Regions from separate parts of the Sus scrofa genome. Here region 1 is linked to region 2. A link is a contact called in public Hi-C data. All regions are on one chromosome and are shown on one strand. Each heading gives the region's core, a stretch centred on a gene start, on an enhancer-like site or on the middle of the called end of the contact. The rest is flanking DNA. Distances are from core to core; before and after follow the strand shown. Region 1 has its middle 9.0 kb from the start of MIR21. Region 2 has its middle 53 kb from the start of PTRH2.

The links. A called contact is a pair of places that touch in the nucleus more often than the background predicts.
Region 1: a Hi-C map of retroperitoneal adipose tissue shows a contact between it and region 2, with 1.7 times the contacts expected there. The contact joins two enhancer-like sites. A contact is called at or near these places in 14 of 47 Hi-C or Micro-C datasets (adipocytes, alveolar macrophages, blood and 8 more) and 2 of 2 datasets of contacts at active chromatin or transcription factors (alveolar macrophages and skeletal muscle).

Annotation. Positions count from the first base shown.
Region 1 is chr12:36,054,867-36,057,566 of Sscrofa11.1, reverse strand. No RefSeq gene overlaps it. Among named protein-coding and RNA genes, the nearest start is that of MIR21, 9.0 kb to the left of the region's middle. Within about 2 kb of position 1,301, at least 24 of the 83 cell types and tissues checked have an H3K27ac peak or open chromatin away from gene starts, as enhancers often do. A contact at or near this core is called in alveolar macrophages, retroperitoneal adipose tissue and subcutaneous adipose tissue, where this site is marked.
Region 2 is chr12:35,984,883-35,987,582 of Sscrofa11.1, reverse strand. No RefSeq gene overlaps it. Among named protein-coding and RNA genes, the nearest start is that of PTRH2, 53 kb to the right of the region's middle. Within about 2 kb of position 1,357, at least 11 of the 83 cell types and tissues checked have an H3K27ac peak or open chromatin away from gene starts, as enhancers often do. A contact at or near this core is called in alveolar macrophages, retroperitoneal adipose tissue and subcutaneous adipose tissue, where this site is marked.

The sequences.
Region 1 (2,700 bases), core at 52-2,551, 70 kb before region 2:
ATTTTTCTGAAGTTTTTAATGTATATGTGACTTTCTGGAAATCATTTATATGATAAGAAATCTATATTTTAAACTCTCCCCATTATAAATAAAGGTCTGCATTCTATTCCCACAAAAAGCCAGAAAACCTTCCAGAGGAAGTATCACAACTGGTAGAGTCTGAATAGAGTGGGTGATGTGATTACACCAGTTTTCCACAAAGCTTCAATTTTCATTTGTTGGTTAATCCTGAGCATACATACACCCGGTCCAAAAAGTCATCGGTCATTGTTATTCTATTTTCAAGGGACTCCTTTCAAATTATGTAACTTTCAAATTGATTCACCAGATATAAAAAACACACCATATGATTTACTTTGAATTCATCTCCGTCGTGGAGACAGTCATCAAACTAGGACTTGCTGTTACAGACCTGAAATTTTCCTGTTCGTTATTCTGTTTGGATTTTTCCAGCCAGATGTGTGTTTTTAGTACTCTATGCCATCACAAAACCGGGGCACAGTACTAAATAACACAGAGGTAACAAAATTAACGAAAACTTGATTTATCTTGTTGTTTAGCCCTATTTATACAGGGCCTATATAAAGGTTAAACAGTTAAAATGCCTAACGGAATCAATCAGGTATTAATAAAGTAAATGTTTAATATAGGCTCTGCTCCTTTCTTTAACTACTTTTTTGAGGATTTTAGCATTAATGCGATCATGTATGTTATATTATTGGCTTTCTAGAAACATACTGTCTGCCTAATAAGGCTATCTATAGGACAATAAAGCCTTCACCTTAGAAAAAGAAAGTATGGGCAAAATGGTTTGTTTTTTACATTTGTTTCACTATTTGTGCAGTACTTTGAGGATGATTTATTTAACAGCCCTCTGATTATCTAGAACGTCTAAATCAGGGTGTGATTAGTCGAACCACTGAAAGCTTATGAATATGAGAAAATGTTTTCAGAATAGGATTCAAGTCAGAGGTAGTTTTCAAGGGGAAGAGAAGGATTTAATTCTAACTGCTGCTATAATTCAGAGAGCATTATAGAGATCTTTTGAAGACTCTGGAGATCTTTTACAGAATACTGATGGCTGGTACTTCTTGATACTACCAAAAGCAGCTTTCAAGGGCAGAGGAACTAGACCAATGGTCTGCAAACATTTTTGATATATGGATATACTGCTTATACAAATAACAAAATACACAAATACAAGTTAAAAAGGATGGAACAAAGATGAACTCTTTAAACATTTACTTACTAATTATGATGGCTTTCATGCTATCATTAGCAAATATTTCTGATTAATGGGGTATTAAAAAAACATAATATATCACATCATGCCCACTGTAAGCCCCTTTCTGTTGTGGAACTCCTTCTCTTATCCTATCCTATTTCTGTAATCCATGATTTGTGATCTTCTGACATGTGGATTGAGGGAGTGCCAATAAAAGAGAGTAAGTTATATCCTCCATGTGTGTATAAATTACATATATTTATATATATGTATATGCTACTATAATTATGTTATATACATTACAAAAATACACAAAGAGGAAAATAACAAAGATGAAGATAAATACAAATAGATGTTCTATTTTAGTCCTGCTCTGGTGGTGGAGACCACTGGTTTAGACCATGAAACTAAACTGCCGGGGTAAAAATACTATGCTTTGTTCCCCAAAGGTCAAAAACATCTTAAGGCTTAGTTAGCAGACCAACTCAATGCAAAACTGTTGGGTAACATATTATAGAAAAAGAAAGCTGTTTCTCCAAAGATCCAGATTCTCTTTTTCCTGCATCCTTCCATCCTTAAGGGCCACTATAAAAGAGGGCCTTTAAGAATCTGAATAGCCAAACCTCAAGAGACTGAAATCTTGCGCCCCAAGGGAAACTTACATTTATGTTTTAAATGAATATGTGGTTCTTTAGAATTTTCTTATTTGAGTGAGGATCACTCTTATGTAAATCAATAAATCAAATTTATCCCCTGACTCCAGAGCATGCTTCTCTCAATTGAGATCTGGTGTAGGTGTAGGAGCAGAGGAGTAGAGCCCTGAACAGATTCTTCTAGACTGAAGCTAAAAGACTACTTTGCTAGAGACTGAATTTTACAATTAAGTACTAGCAGAATACATTTTCAGGGATGAATAAAAGTCCCTCCCTATCCCACCTCCATGTCACGCCAGATCTATCTTCTGAACAAAAGGCAATGACAGTATGGTAGAATTTCAGTAACAAGATGGACTAGCAATTCCCTTTCTTGATAAGAGTCTTATATATAATTCTTTGTTTTCAGAAATGTGCACATTTTAGTCACACACTGTAGAGTTAAATACCACTCCCCCCCACCCCCCACCCCCTGCCCCCACTGGGCCATGATCTAAACAGGCTTAACGGTTAGTATTTTAATGAGTTGTCATTTCCTGTCTGATAAAGATTCTCACAGTATTTAACCACCAGTTTCCCCAGGGCCTGACCAATACTAGAACTCTGTTCATAGTGACTCAGAATGGATCTCAGACTCTTGGCCTGATTCAACAATGATAGATTGGGCCACAAATGAAAAAAAAAAAAACTTTCCTCCTAAGGTAGACTGCTCAGGAGGGGAGGCAGGCAAGGGGGAAGGGAGGAGAGTTTATCAAACAACATTTCTAAAGCCAAAGGCCATCATGCCTAATATCCGTTAATACTTAGAGCCTCCCAGGTCTC
Region 2 (2,700 bases), core at 108-2,607:
CTGAAAACACACAAAAGGGAAATGTGATAGCTACTACTATGTAAAACAGGAGAAATTCAAGAGTTTGTCCATGATATTCCCATACGACTGTCCTCAAGAAATGAACTCAAGGCGAACAAAAATTGAACTGTCCTGGACACTAAAATAATGAGATTTCTGGGATATACAGGAAGGAAAAAACTACATTTCTGTTCCAGAAATATAGAGAAAATATGCACCCCCAACAGATTAAACACGTTATCCAACAAGATAAAAGACTTACGCATGGTTTTATTTTTAAGTCATTCTAAAAAGGGGTACTTTCAGCACTCTGATGAGAACATTTTCCCCAAAGAAAGGGCGGTTCACACCATTAAACTGATATATACTTTCCATAACCACACTAGTAAGTCATAATTACTCAGCCTTAGATGCAGATGTGGTGGTTCCCAGACAAAATGAACAACTCAGCTTCTTGTCCTTTGTTCATTCTTAAGAGCCCATTTAACCTGTACCCTTGACATTTTAGTTTAAACTATATTAACTGATAGGAAACCTAACAAGTTCCTTTCAACATTACAGGTTAATGGTTCCTAAATACAACAGACTTAACAGAAATATTAGTTTACATGAAAAATCCAAATACGAAATTAAAAATAATCATTTTGATTTAGAGAAATTTAAGTTACACACACTCAAACTACCTTTTTAGGCTATGTTCTAAAACCTATAATTCCTACTATAATATTAAAGAATCACTTTTTTTTTTCCTTTTTTAGGGCCACACATGCAGCATATGGAAGTTCCCAGCCTAGGGGTCGAATCATAGCTGCAGCTACTGGCCACAGCCACAGCCACAGCAACGCAGGATCAGAACCGTGTCTGTGACCTACACCACAGCTCACAGCCACACCAGATACTTAACCCACTGAGGGAGGCCTGGGATTGAAACCGCATACTCATGGATACTAGTTGGGTTTGTGACCACTGAGCCACAACGGGTACTCCAAGAATCATCTTTAAACCAAACTAAATGAAGAAACAAGGGATAATGACAAACAGCTGTAGGATAAGTAGGAAAGGCTACCTGGACAGATCCACCCAAAAACATAAAAATAGCACAATGTACTGGGCAGGAAGTTCCAGCTCTCCTAGGAATATGCAGGTTACTGATATGTATGGTCTTAGAGATTCTAGCCTATAACTAAGGGTTTTCTGCCTCATGTTATGAAGTAATTGGTACGGACTTTCATTCCTGTAAATAACTGGAAAACTAAACAAAATATATAGAACAGTTCTTTTTTTCAGACACTATACCACAGGAAGTACAGAACTTCTGGCTGCTGAGAGAAGCAATACAAATGAGGAAGCCCTGCAATGACTCTGGCTTTCCACCTGTAGACATATTCTGTGCCAGCAGCAAAATCCATGGCCAAAAAGGAAGACCCCAAGAAAAGCATGAGGGTCTTGCTGCACTGAGAAGAAAATATGAGTTTAGGGGGTGCTGAGTGGGTTAAAGTGGGAGCTTTGCAGTGAAGAGGGAGCTATGCAGAGAAAGGTCTGTACATGCATGTGGGTGTCCTTGAGACTCTGGCATACAAAGGGGCATTGCATGCTACGATGAGATTCCACAAGGCCAAAGTACAACTAACAGGGGGTTGTAAGTTGAACAATCACTAGACTTCATATAGGACTGGGAAACATCTGAACTTCAACTCAGCATTCAGAGAAGACCTCGAAAAGAGCCTAGAGTAAAAGCTACTCTAAATAAACCATAATGAGGTTTTTCAAAGAGCCTTAAATAGATCAAGAAGATCCACAGGTAACTTAACTGCTCCTCAAAACAAAAAACTGACACTGTATAAAGGAAGATAACAAAATCCATACAATCTACACTGCGGTACCACACACCAGCATCCAAAAGAAATAACCAGATATGTGAAGCAGGAAAATATGACCCATATCCCAAACATTAATCAACTGAAACAGACCCAGAAATGTCACAGATTATGAAATTAGCAGAGAATGACATAAAAACAGACTACAAATATGTTCAAAGTTTTAAAGCAGCAGTTGGCAAACATCAGCCCATGGGCCAAATTCAGTTTTATAAATAATGTTTCAAAGAGTGGAGCCATGTGTATTCATTTATTTACTGTCTCTGGCTAATTCCGTGCTACAATGGCAAAACTGAGTAGCTCTGACAGAGATTCTATAACCTATCAAATCTAAAACATTCACTATATGGCATTTTACAGAAAAAGTCTGCTGAAATCTGATTTAAAGGAAAACATAGGTGTTCCTGTTGTGGCGCAGCGGAAACGAATCCGACTAGGGACCATGAGGTTGTGGGTTCAATCCCTGGCCTCGATCAGTGGGTTAAGGACCTGGCATTGCCATGAGCTGTGGCATAGGGCTCAGATCTGCTGTTGCTGTGGCTGTGCTGCAGGCCGGCAGCAACAGCTCCAATTAGACCCCTAGCCTGGGAACTTCCATATGCCACGGGTGCGGCCCTCAAAAGACAAAAAAATAAAATAAAATAAAATAAAATAAAATAAAGGAAAACATAAACGCAATGAGGAAAGAAATATAAAGTATAAAAAAATAACAGGAGTTCCCGTCGTGGCGCAGTGGTTAACGAATCCGACTAGGAACCATGAGGTTGCGGGTTCGGTCCCTGCCCTTGCTCAGTGGGTTAACGATCCGGCGTTGCCATGAGCT